Regions from separate parts of the Mus musculus genome. Here regions 1 and 3 are each linked to region 2. The links are chromatin contacts, called in public promoter capture Hi-C maps. All regions are on one chromosome and are shown on one strand. The core of a region is the stretch at or near the end of the contact, and the rest is flanking DNA. Distances in the headings are between cores, read along the strand shown. Region 1 holds the start of Rif1 (replication timing regulatory factor 1). Region 2 holds the start of Mbd5 (methyl-CpG binding domain protein 5). Region 3 holds the start of Arl5a (ADP-ribosylation factor-like 5A).

Evidence for each region. Promoter capture Hi-C pulls out the DNA fragments that hold promoters and counts their contacts.
Region 1: a contact with region 2 is called in a promoter capture Hi-C map of pre-B cells. The contact joins the promoter of Rif1 here to the promoter of Mbd5 in region 2.
Region 3: a contact with region 2 is called in a promoter capture Hi-C map of pre-B cells. The contact joins the promoter of Arl5a here to the promoter of Mbd5 in region 2. A contact is called at or near these places in 2 of 39 promoter capture datasets (cranial neural crest and pre-B cells).

Annotation. Positions count from the first base shown.
Region 1 is chr2:52,071,583-52,076,122 of GRCm38.p6, reverse strand. It overlaps Rif1 (replication timing regulatory factor 1), which reads right to left and starts at 3,286. Exons shown (of 36, transcript NM_001355415.1): 1 at 3,257-3,286; 2 at 2,870-2,986; 3 at 1,798-1,876; 4 at 1-42. The coding sequence starts at 2,973.
Region 2 is chr2:48,947,954-48,952,215 of GRCm38.p6, reverse strand. It overlaps Mbd5 (methyl-CpG binding domain protein 5), which reads right to left and starts at 2,708. Exons shown (of 17, transcript NM_029924.2): 1 at 2,667-2,708. It overlaps Orc4 (origin recognition complex, subunit 4), which reads left to right and starts at 2,949. Exons shown (of 14, transcript NM_011958.4): 1 at 2,949-3,099.
Region 3 is chr2:52,423,119-52,427,618 of GRCm38.p6, reverse strand. It overlaps Arl5a (ADP-ribosylation factor-like 5A), which reads left to right and starts at 2,745. Exons shown (of 6, transcript NM_182994.2): 1 at 2,745-3,029. The coding sequence starts at 2,984. A430018G15Rik (RIKEN cDNA A430018G15 gene) reads right to left here and starts at 2,607. Exons shown (of 3, transcript NR_165461.1): 1 at 2,464-2,607.

The DNA of each region.
Region 1 (4,540 bases), core at 2,037-4,536, 3.1 Mb before region 2:
AGCAGCACTGCTCAGTTCTGAGTTCTGACTGGAAATGTGAGCCTACAAAACAAAGTACATTGACAGCAGACAAATACAGTTTCTAGAGTTAAAAGCCTGTTGCAACCCAAAATCATTGCGTTTTTATCCAATCAGCCAACCTTTGGGGATTAATTGAAAAAAAGATAGGGAAGCTTCGCAGAGGAGGAGGAAACTAGAAAAAGACCAACTGAAAGGGACTAGTTAAGATAGCGTTCCTCTTGCAGATTATCTACGTTTGGTTCCCAGTGCACACAGGACAGCTCACAACCTGTCTACCTCCAATTTCTACTGTTCTGACACCCTCTTCTGGTTTCTGTGGTCACTGCACACATGTGGTACACAGACAGACATGCAGGTAAATACCCATACACATAAAAAATAAACCAAAAAAAAAAAAAAATCAACTGAAAGACCATTTTTAAGAAAAGACAAATGACATCTCCCATATCCATGCAAAAACAAAGAGAAGGCCAACAGATGAAAAATGTTAACATTATTAGACAGGAAACAGAGGCAACATGGTTCTTCTATAAGGAATAAGCAAAGTCTCAAATGCAAAACTGACACCCTAGTTTTAGAATGGAGTGATGCCTTCTTCCTCTAAGACTAGGAAAGGGAAGCAAGCTGTATACTATATATTAGGCACTTTCTCTTGGGTCTTAAAAAATGCTCAGGAAGTTTGGGACTGGGGTTGTACTTCGGTGGGTACAGTGCTTGTCTAGCATGCATGAAGCCCTGGGTTCAATCCCCAGCACGGCATAAATGCAAAGTGGTGGCACGTGCCTGTGATCCCAGCACTTGGGAGGCAGAAGGATCAGGTCAGGGTCATCCTCAGCTATATACAAGTCCAAGGCCAGCCTGGGCTAGAGGCCCTGTCAAAAAAAATAGTAACAATTTCAATAAGGCTGGGATATTCACTTCAATCTTTTCATTCTAAAAACAAGAGTATTAAAAGGTGTTGATAGCAGGTTCTGACGTCACTAAGTGGCCAGATGAGGCTAAGAATACACTCAGTCCGATATTAACTATTACAATTAAACAAGGAAAACAAGTTAACTAATTTTTTAAAGTGTTCCAAAAAGCAAAATTAGCAAAAATTAATGTAAATAAAAATAAATAACACGTACTGTGGGGTATGTCAGTGCCAGCCTATAATCCCAATTGGAAGGCAGAGACAGGATTGTCACCTAGCTAAGCTACCTGGTTCCCAAACTGGAAAAAATCCCTCTGCCCCAAACAAACAAACAAACAAAAAAGCATGAATATGAATACTGTCTATCGAAAGGGAAGACTAAGATAGTTGCCATTTTAGGACAAATTACTCAGACCTTCCAAAACACAGATCTTATTGTTTTAATAAGACATAAGCTTTGAACTGACAACCCTAGACACTTTAGACTTTAGGCAAATGAACCGATTTCCTAACCTGCAAAGTGGGGCTTTAAAGAGCAGACTTGGTCTATGGATGTAGCTTAGTGGTACATACATGAACTGAAGTGAGAGGACACATAAGGTAACTGAGAGCACCTGATGAACCATATATAATCACTTGAGATAATAATCTCATCAATATAACTGATGATATTTTGTATTCAGGGCATTAACAATGCACTGGATAATGATGCTCCATCCACAGTGAAAAACCATTTTATCAGAAAGCTAGTCAGAGTTGCTCCTGGAATCCCAGATTTGGAAGGCTAAGAAAAGATTTCAAAGGGCTCAGTCTAGTGGGTTCAGACTGAGGCAGTGCGAAGTCATTAAGAAAGGAACACAGACCTTTAAAACCGTGTACAGCCGAGAAAGGTTTTTCTCGATTTCTGCAATGACTTCTTTTCCTTCTTCTCCAGTCATACGACTTTAAAGGAAATAGAACATAAGCTTAGTCGAAAGCATAAACAAACAAACAAAAAGTTATTGCCATCACTTTAAGGATTACTTTCAGGGCTGGAGAGATGATCCAGGGTAAGAACACAGAGAGGCTCTGGCAGAAGACTGGTGTTCAATCCCAGCACCCCTATCGTGGCTCACAACCACCTGTAACTCCAGTTCCAGAGCCATCCAACACCTGGAGCCGCAGGCACTCTAACTCGTAACTGGCTTTTTGTTTTAAGTTTTTAAAGACGACTTTCAAGCCCTTGGAATTAACCTCTTTCTTTAAAAAGTTTAAAGGTATAGAGAAAAAATGTTTTAAGTTAGACCACATATAAGCGGTAACTTGCCTCAAAGCTTTTTGGCCTCGAAAACGTATTTTTTCTTTTCTTTTTTTGTAATTTTTACATGAGAAAAGAAAGTGGGAATCCCTTTCCCTAATCATGTTTTCTAACTCAGAAAATACGAAAGTTTAACAAAATTCAGAAATTTTTCTAAAGCCTTTCAAATAAGTCAAAACGGGGTTCCTGGCTCTGCTTTTTTTTTTTTTTTTTTTAAGCCAATTCTGGGGCCGGTTTGCTGACTCGCGCACCTGTAATCTCAACCACTCCGGCAGAACCACAAGTTCGAGGCCGGGGTCGGGGGATGAGCACTGGAGCGAGCCTGAGCCAAAGACCCTAACTAAACCCACTAACTCCGGATCGCCAACTTTCCCACGGCGTCCGAGGTTCGCAGGGCAAAGCCCTGCTCTCCAAACGCCTCTCGACTCCAAACTTTTCTTTAAAGGCTTTCCCGTCTGCGGGCCAGACAAAAAAATACAGAACCGCTCGTCCCCGAAGAAGCCCTCGGACGCCGCCGCTGCGCCCCGCAACGTCACTCGGCAGGCAATGGCCCGGTGCACCCCGAACTACCCGCGTCCGCCGGGTCCCCACGGCTGCCCCGGCTCCCGCCCCGGGCTCGTCCCCCCGGCCCGCCTCACCTGGTCAGAGTTAGGTAGGCGTCCGTCTGCTCTCCCGGAGGCACCGAGGGGTCTTCCCAAGTCTCCAGAAGCGGCTCCAGGGGGCTGCGACCTGGGGCCGTCATGTCGGCCGCCACCCTGCAGCGAGGCCGGAAGACACCCAGTAACCGGTGGCACGGCCCGCGCGGCGCCCTCACCTGCACGCCGGGCCGCGCGCTCGCAGGCCGGCCTCCCGCCTGCCCGGCTCCCGCCGCCGCTTCCCAGGCAGCACGGCCGCGAGGGGGCAGAGGCGGCGCCGGCCGGGCCGAGCCGAGCCTCCCGCTCCTCACCCCCCACGCGGGAAGTCCGCTCCGCAGCTCGCCGCCCCGGGGCCCGCCGTCCGCTCCCGGCTCGCGCTTATTTACTCACGCGTGCAGCCCGCTCCTCCACGACCAAGATGGCGGCGGGGGGCGGGCCCAGCGGCGCGCGGGAGCCGGGCAGGCCTGGCGGGAGAGGCTCGAGCCAATCCAACGGGCGGTGGCGCGCCGGGCTGCTCGATGGCCTGCTGCCCGCCCCCGCCCCCGCCCCCGCCCCCGGAGCACCTCGGGGGGTGTGTATCGCCTCCAGCCCGGGGCTAGAGATGGGTGATGTAAATTAGTGCCCCACTCCACCTGACTCCAGCTACTTGCTCAGCCGACCAAGTTTGCAAAACTCCAGTGCTTCCCAAAGGAGCCCACAAAACCATTTGATTGAGAGTGAATGGCAGGCTGTTGGGCTTGTTTTGTTGTTGTTTGCTGCTGCTGCTGTTGTTGGGTTTTTGTTTTCTAGAGGTCCACTTGCTAAACCTAGCTCTCTGCCTCTAAGCCCCAGCCCAATGAGTAAGTCGGAGGTGCCTCAAAAGCCACGCATTCAAGCTTTGGTCTGTGACCTTAGGAAATTGACTTCATCTCAGCTTCTGAGAGTGGGGACTAGTGGCAGCACATTTCTTAGCGGGGGGGAGGGGGGGAGTGTTGCTAAAGGAGACCCATGGCGTGCATAACAAAGGCCTGGAAATGGGCGGTATTGATTTGCAGATTTCAAAATACCGCCCTTCAGCCTTGAGATTCCTCAGAGGCAACTGCCTAGAATTGGTTTACTTCCATTGGACCCCAGGTGTAGAGGGGTGACGGTGGCCCTGGGATACACAGGTGCGGCAGAAACGACAGTAAACCCTTAAACAACGTGGTAATCATTGAAATCGTTTCACGTGCCTCTCAGCACTCTCCACAACCCGCAAGATTGTTTCAACTTTAAGCACAGAAGGTCAGGGAAGCAGGACCTAGTGGCCCACGCCTTTACTCCCAACACTTAAACTGGCTAGGCAGACAGATAAAAGAGTTCCAGGACAATCAGAGCTACATAATGAAACCCTGTCTTTAAAAAAAAAAAAAAAAAAAAAAAGTAAAAATAACAACAAAGAATAATAGGGCCACCCAGAGCCAGGCTCTACTAGCGAATTTGCCTGGCACACTGAAGCCCTAGGTTCCAACCTCCAGTCTGCCGCTTGTTCTCAACAACCCACCAGCACCTAACTTTTCCCTGTGAGAAGCCCATATTTTAAATCCCCCTTTTCAAGAATTATGGGTCAGTTAAGCCCGGTAGTACACACCTGTTTCCCGGCACTCAGAAGGCTGAGGTAGAAGACAGCTCCGGTTCCAGCTCTCACTGACTTAC
Region 2 (4,262 bases), core at 1,459-3,958:
AGTAAGCACAGGCATTAAATTCCAGATTGAAAATTTTTACTTAGGTGCCTACTAGGCCAACACTCTCCCAACTGTCTATACAAGCTGCATACTTATAATTTTATCCGTTACATTACGGTTACTAGTTTTTAAGAAGACAGGAAATCTGAGGTGGACCAGTAATAGTATTACTATGGGAGAAACAACTTGGGATTAGCACTGATTTCTGCTTAAGTGAAGCAATCACATTTCAGAGAAAGGTGAAAAAAAGTGTTCAAATTCATAACAGAAATCAAAGAATTAGGACCATATTGATTACTGCTATAATTCCCCACTCTCTGTGTAAATGTCTACTTTTATATATGGTTGGTAATTAAAATTTTACTAGACAAGTTCTACATATGAAGTACTTTTAGGTTACTAAAATATGCATATATCATGTTTTGGCTTTACAATCAAGCAAAAAATATGAAACAAAAAAAAAGGATCATCACAGTGTACTACTACGTCAAAGATCACATGCCAAATGTCTTTATAGATTTATTTCTTCAATCCTTTTTGCTGATTGAATGACTGTTTTTCTATTGCTGACATAAATTATGGAATAAAAAAAACCAATGCGGTTTTTATAAAGTGAAAGAGAAGCATACAGATAGAATATGAATGTGTGTATCCATTTTCAAAGAAGGCTAAAGAAATGGATAAATGAAACAAAATATTACCTCCTAATGTAAGCTGTAACCATGAGGCCTACAACAGAAATATATTTTTAGTACTGCTGGAATAAAATTTGGCTCTATTTTGAAATATAGGTATAATATATAAATATAAAGAAAATATAGCACTATAAAATGAAAGCCATAAGAATATATCATATAGGAATACAGAATAGTTATTTTTAATCAAGACTGCTACTCTATAAATCTAAATCTAGATTTACCTTTCGATTGTTGCCAACTATAACAAACTACAACTTCATGATTTTTTAACTCATTAAAGTTTATTTTGGAAATTAATTTTGTTACATATGTGAACAATTTGTTCACAACAAAAATTGAGATGAAAACCTCTTCTCGGTTTACAACAGTAAATAAATAATTCAGTTAAAACTGAAGTGATACCAATCCAGCAAAATATTGATGGGGATATCTGGCCTTCTATGCAGCAAGAACAACATAAAGTTTTCAATGGGGATTACTTGTTCAGACAAGTTACAACGATTAGAGGGGGAAAAGTTAGTTATGAAATATCTAATATTTCCATGTTGTGGAAAATGAATACCAGAAAGGTATGTGGGAAAAGAGAATACCAATGGCATTTAAACTTTAAGCATTTTAAGCTTTAAATATATAGTCAAACATGAAGCAAATATTTTTTACAAAAAAAAAAAAAGAGAGAGAGAGAGAGACAAGTGTAAAATCCAACCAAAGGCCTTATGAAGTAAAATTTGAAATTCGCTATGCCATTCAGACAAAATGAAAAATGGAGAAGCTAAACACCTAACGTAAAACCAGTCAAGTCTTTCAACACTAAAGTCAATATCCAAGCCACAGACAAGCAAAGAGAGAGAAACACTCAGGTCTACAACTGGTTAAAGCAGTTCCAACACAATTCAGATCCCGACATTTTCCCACTCAGAAACAAATGCAGGCAGCTTTTCCTGAGGAAAGAGGAAAAAAAAATCTCTCCAAACGTAATTTTTTAAGTGACATCCAGAAAGTATGCCTCTTTTCTGTCTCTTTCCCTGGCGCCTCATTGGAGGAAGGAGGGGGTTGTTTTTGTATTCTCCCCCAGTGAAGCAAGACACAATCAGATGTTAGCTGGAGAAAGCACTTTTGACAACAGCAAATAAAAATAAAAGTGTCCTTCCTTCCCTGACAGGGTGGACACCCCACCTCACACACCCCTCCTCACTCCCGCCCCTCCTTCACTCCCCCCCCCCCCAGCACCACCCCCTCCTCACCCCGGAGCTCCACTGCGTATGAGGTTTGGTGCTACTGCTGCCCCGGAGTGAAAGTCAGAGCCAGAGGAAGGCAATGGAGCCCCCACAGACACACTTACCTTTCCTGCCCCCCACTTTTGAGTGCCTTCCCTGGAGCTGTGGAGGATGACACAAAGGGTAATAAAGGGGGGGAGTGGAGGAGGAGGAGGCGAAGGAGGAGGAGGAGAGCTGGGGAAGTGGCTGCTCCCGGTGTAGGGAGATGTCTTCAGCCAGGGCCAAGCAGCAGCAACAGCAACAGCAGCAGCAGCAGCAGCAGTAGCAGCAGCAGCAGCCAAGGGTCTGTGTTGCTAAGAGGCTTTTGGTCTCTTTCTCTCCTTCTCTCCCGGCCACAGAGAAGGAGGGTGGAGGGGGCTCTGGAAGCAGGCGTGTGGAGGGCTGAGCGGGTAGGAGTCGTGGATGGGGGTTTTTCTAAGAAGAAGAAACTCCTCTCCTCTCTCAGGCTCAATTCCCCCACTCGGGGCTCAGAGCTGGAGGGTGGGGGAGGAACTCGGCCGCCTTCCCCCCACCCCCCTCAATTCAAGGTTGAAGTGGGGTAAAATTAGTGTCCTGTCCCTTTAAAAATAGAAATAAAAGGTGCCCCCCCTCTGCCACTGCCTCTCTCTTCATCATCAGCTGCTGCTGCTGCTGGGGTCTCTCTGCTTGGGGGGGAGGGGGGGCTCGGGGAGACGAGACGGGAGGCACTCACTGCGCATGTCCCGTTCTGACGGGAGGCTGGTTGGTGGAAGGCAAGGAGGAGGGGGAGGGGAGGAAATGAGATGGTTTTCCCAGAAGGCTCCAAGGCGCTGGCGACCCGGAAGCCATTGTAAGCAGGGGGTAGCCGGGCGGGGGCGGGAAGAGGGAGGAAGTTGCTACTCTAGAGCAGCCCCAGCTGCCTCCTCCCTCCTCTGGGAGAGCGGAGGGACGGAAGTAGGCGGGGACCGACCTGAAAGCAGGTCACGTGGTGGGGCGGAGCGGGGGCGGGGCCGCCAAAGCCGGCCGGTCGCCGTGCATGCTGGGAGTTGCTGTGCGCGGTGGGCTGCAGTAGGAGCAGCGGGACTGAGAAGGTGGTGAACATCCTTCGGTCCTCACCGTCGGCGGCGGCCGGCTTTGCCCGATTTAGGCAGGCTTGACTGGGAGAGGTAAGGCCGGTCTCGTAGGCAAGGTGAGGGCCGCAGTGGCTACGGGCGGGTGGACAATCTGAGGGGAGTGGGAGGCTCGTGCAGGCCGGGTAGGCCTAAAGCAGGAGGCCTGCCCCTGGCTCTCGGCTTCCGGGAGCTGCTGTGGACGAAGCGGGCACAGAGCTCAGCAGAGACGGGCTACAGAAGGCTTTTGGGTGAGGAACATGATTGGGCAGTGTTGAGAGGTCAGGTTCTCTGCAGAGAGAGAAGCACTACCTGCTTTAGAGCGTGCGACATATTTGGAAAAACCTAACCAGATGTGTGCCTTTTGATCAGCTTCTGCGGTAGCCTTGCTCATACACATCCTGCCTTCCTGACTTTTCTGTTTTCTTTGGGATTTTGGAGAAGCTGTAGGCATGTAGGCAAGGAACGGGCAGGAAAGGTCTGAGTGAGGGCTCCCTGCATGCTCTCTGCCTTAATGCTGCAAACACAAAAGACTGCCCGTTTGAGGATGCTTGGGATTGTTTGGTCTTTCATACAGAGTTTTGTCACTAAAAAAGAAAAGCCTTGAAATATTCTTTTCTTGTGGAGCTAAAGAGAAAGCTTTTTGTCTGGGTGTTTCTTTTTTTTATAGTGAAATAACGGCTTCTTTTTCATTTTAACTTTCTTCGTTAGTCTTTTAGCTGGTTTTTGTCAAGATACATCGGAGGACTATTACCTCGTCTTTAATAATCCAAGTTACATTAAAAAAAATTCAAAATCGGAGATCTTCGCACTTACTCTTACTTAGTCTTAACTATTTTAGTTCTGCTCAGTAGGATTCAGTCTGTTAAAAGTTACACATTTTCCCGAATTGTTCTTGGTGCAAGTCTATACAGTACGCTATTTAATGTATCCATTGCACGGTGCTTTTTTTTTTTTTTCCTTCGTCCTAGGGAGGTAATTATGTCAGATGGGTTCAAAACAAAACTCCAGTGCCCTAAAATTTTTATTAGAAAACCAAGTCTCAATCTTCTTATAGAAAACTATTATGACCTAGGTAAAACTTTTAAATCCTGTTTTGTGTAATGGCCTAAGTGTGTGGGAAACTGCACAAAACACAGATGTAGAGAACGACTGTAGCATACATAACCTGTAACCACTATGAATCAAGAACCAAAACATGGGTAGCAGCTGGCAGGAAC
Region 3 (4,500 bases), core at 1,496-3,995, 3.5 Mb before region 2:
TCCAGCCAAGTAATGACCTGAATGAAACATGCAAAGCGCTGAGTAAGCACAAGGCATTGGCTGTATGAATAACCCTGTTATTGCAGGGGTCTGACCTAAGACCATCCCAACAACCAGCCAGCAATCTGAAACTCCCAGGAGGAAAACAAAGGTTCCTTGCTGTTGCCTTAACAAGGTATACACCTGAAGCTACCTCTCTAGTTCTTAGCACAGTTCCATTGGACTATAGAAAGAAATTTCTTGTCTTTTCCTATAGCATACAACGTCAGTACAGTAATTTAACTATAGACTCTAACCACTGTCTTCCAGCAATAACTATAAGTTATTCGATGTCCCTGTGTTCAGATCTGCTATCACATCTTCTATGCATGACCAATACAATTCTATTAGATTTAGAATATTGCAAATTATTAGTGATGTCTACTTTTTAATACTCCTTTGTAGAACATCAAACTTGTTTCAACTGGCAGTTGCTCTCTTGGTCAAAGTCCTTAGGCGCTTTTAAGACTGGTCTCAGTTCCGGCTTACTCTTGGGCTTAGCACCTTTTTAACATCCAAGCATCTACTGATGTCCTAGGTGTGTTTTTACTGACTGAAGGGACCATTTTACATTAATGACTCCTGATCCTTTGGGGCAATTATCTGGGGATCCTTTTGCAATAATCCTGGTATGATTTTTTTTTTCTCTAGAAACTATTACTAGTCAACAACCTAGGGTTTCACCCTGTATGAGTCATATGGAGGTAAAGACTGCTTCCCTAATTCTAGCCTCCCTGACTCCGGAAGCACACAGCTGTGTCTTCATGGTAAGAGACTGTCCCCCTCTTATTTGGCTATCCACTCCCTCTGGAGTTGCCTGGGAATTGTTTTTGCTAAGGAGGGCAAATACAGAGCAATGGCAAAGCTCACTGTTTCTCTTTAGTTCCACAGGCTGTTTCCCAGTATCTGGAAACAGTTGTTTCTTGTGTTGTATCCAGTATTCTGCTTGTTAACTGTAGAATGGTAAAGCACATGTTTTACTCTCTCCTGCCTTGAAGCTGAGGTCTTTCATGGCATTTTGCTCATGACTTTAAAAATGGATAAAATATTTAGAAGGTCTCAGAAGGAAGAACAAAATGTTTGATATCCCTCATTAAAGATTCCCAGTTACATCTATAGTTAACAATTTTGTATTTTGTCTACTAAAGTCAGCCAAGATTCTACTAGTCAACTCCATCCCCCCTTCTGTGAGGGACACTTGGAAAATAGCCTAAGAGACCATTTCCTTAATAGAGTTCTAAAACACAGATCTCTAACTTCATGGGTAAATGTAGGTCTGGCATACATTAATAAGTTGCCAAAGACATGTGGGAATTTGTAAAATGACTCAGAGCCGCTAAAGCCCTGCCTAAACTGGATGGGAATGGAATCACTAAAGAGCTCATGTAAGTTGGTTATGCGAACATTGATCTTCTAAACAGCCCACTGGCTATTAAGTATATCCAGATCTAATTCTCCTTTATGTATGCCTCCTCTAAGACTGGCATTTGAACGCAAGCCCCCAAAGAAGATGAAGAACTCTTTCCCATACATTGAGCTATACGGTAGTATATGGTTAGGAGTCAGGCAGAGTATAGTGCTTCATTTCATGTGGCTGTTGAGGATAAGGTCGGGAACAGCTCGAAAGGGCCTTTCACAAGTCTCCCACATTTTTCCGTCTCTGCCTTTTTTTTTTCCCTCCCTTTTACAAACTTAAAGAGGATAGAAAGAGATGATGCTGATTCTACTCTTTTTGTTTGTTTATGTGTGTGGAAGAAGTAGACAACCCCAGTTTCTCTTTGAGTCAAAACTATCACAGTCGTCAGTTAACCTCAGGAATCGACCCTGTTCCTACATCAGGAATATGGAGATCTAGAGTCTACCTGTTTAGCTAAAGGGAACTAAAGTAAACAAAAACAAAACACAGGCAAGAACTCTTCGTTCGGATCAAGTTCGCCAGCGATTACTTATATTTTACTTTTCAGCCACTTATCCTGCGGGGAGTGGGGGTGGGGGTGCGCAGGGGCGCAGAGCTGGACACTCGCATACCAGGAGGCACAACTGTTTAAACTTTAGGCAAGCAGCAGAATGAAGAGCACAGACAGCATTTGGCCATCTATTTAACATGATGGTGACTCCTGAATGAGAGAAAAAGACGATCATATCGTGAAGACCAGTGAGTTTCTTGTCTACAGTCTTTTTGGACTCAGCTCAGACGGCTTTTGTGCCTTAAGATTTTTAAACCGGGGAGATACTTAAGGAAAAGTGTTCTAGCCAAGAGTGGCCTGAGAGCAGAGGGAGATTGGAGAGGGAAGAGCGCTGAGAAGCAAAGGTAGAAGTACGAAAAACCGCAGCGACAAAAAAAAAAAAAAAAAAAAAAAAAATAGGCCAATGATTTCTGCTGCTTGTCAGGGAAAATAGGCTCTAAAGAGACTTAAAGCTTACCATCGTCGGGGTCCAAACCTGGCACTTTTGGAGTTGAGTATGGTTACATATTTGCATTGTGACTTAGAAACAACCTCAAATCCCCGACATTGGCGCGCCTAAAGCGCCGCAGCCTTCCTTCCACTGACCCTCCGCGCCGCAGAGGCCTCCCAGCCCCTCGCCCCGCCTCCAGCCCCCTTGCCCCGCCTCCAGCTCCCTCGCTCCGCCTCCGGGCACGGCGCCTGCGCAGTCCCCTCGCTCCGCCCCGCCCCTGCCCGAGCCACCGCCGGAGAGGAGCTGGGGGAGGACGGTGGCCCGCGAGGTTCGAGCAGACAACGCGGCGGCGATGTCCGCGAGCCAGGCGAGCGCCGCGGCGGTAGCGGCGGGGCCTCGCGCGTGGCTGGGCGGCCTGGGCTGCGGCCTCCCCGCGGGTCCCTGGAAGCGGGCGCGCGGCCGGCGCGGGAGCAGAGGCGGAGGCCCCGGCGCGTCCTTCTGCCCCGCAGCCTGAGCCCGGGAGGCTGGAGGGCTCCGCTGCCCGAGGATGGGAATTCTCTTTACCCGGATCTGGAGGCTGTTCAATCACCAGGGTGAGGCTGGGCCGGGCGGGGAGGTCCCGGCCCTTGTCGGGCAGGAGGGTCGCCTTTGTCTCCGGGGAGCTGGGGAGAGGTTCCTCCCGCCATACACCCATTTCTCCGATTTGATCGCGAGCGCAAAAGGTGCCCTGCCCCACGCCGAGGGCCCAGCGCGCTGCCTGGCCTGCTTCCATCCCCGTCGCCTGCCCGCAATTGTGTTTGGGCCGCACGGGCAACAGCTGGGGTTCTAGAGTGAGGACCGAGGGCCCTGACCCTAGCGGCGCCACCGAGCCCACGGCTTGCAGAATGCGGAAAACTGGAACTAGTGCTGGATCCGTCTGGTTCGCTTTGGGGGGTGGGGGTGGGGGTGGGGGTGGGGGGGATGGGCGGGGAGACCCTCGCTGCGGAATAGTGATGGAGTGTCTCTCCTTTGCGCCGTTTGTCTCAGTGGTAAAGGTCAAGCCTAAGGTCGTTTTCTTTCTTAGGTTATTAGAAGGTTTTGGGTTTTGTTTTGTTTTGTTTTGTTTTTGGCCCTTGTTAAAGTGTTTCGCTGAAAGCTTTTAAAAGCCTGCCTCGGGAGGCAGGCTTCATTAGCATTAGGTAACTAGCAGGTTACTGTGTTAAGTTCGCCTAAATGCAGACATTTGCCACGGAAAGGCATAGGGGATTTATTAAAAAAAAAAATTACAAAATGGGTGTGTGATACTGGAGAGAATATGGTCCTAACAGAACTACATAGTTACTGAAATGAAATATAGTGCTTTTTTTTAAAAAAAGCTCTACTTGCAGTTCATTCCATCTGTCAAGCACGTACAGTTTTTCTCTTGTATAAGCTGGTAGCGTTGTCGCACCCCCACTTTTTCCAGTTAAAACTTAATGAACGGTGGCGCCTACTATTTAGAAGGAGCAGTTGCCGGGCTTGCTCCTCCTCTGGGATAGAGCTGGTTTTATGGGACTTGTAATCCCTAGTGGGTTCTGCTTTTTTTAATAATAATTTTTTTAAAAATGATACCTAAGATAACGGTACTAAATGAAGTGGAAGGCAATAAAGAGGATATTTCCATTAGCTCTGTCTGGTCAGCAGAGAACGTGTGACGGGGTAGTGGTTTCTAGTGGCTTCATAATTCTGTGGGTTTAGATACTCTCACCTAGCACAGGAGGGATTTGTGGGGTCTACAGTTTTTGAATATTTAATCTCTAGGTTTGAAGTACTAAAGGTTACATTGTTGTAGAACTGGTGATATTTGTGTGGGTAATAAGTGTTCTTATTCTAGTTCTGTCCTCTACAGTCTTGAATTTAGTGAGACTAGTGTTTCAGTTCTGCTTTGGTTTAGAAAGACCTTTTGCTTTAAAGTGTCTCTGGTACTGGTCTCACTTTCTTCTTTGAGTCAGTGACCAAACCGTTGCTGTAACTTAAAAAATGAATTAGAACTTTAAAAGAAACTCACCTAGTTGCACATGATAGCAGGAATGCATTGGTAGCAGC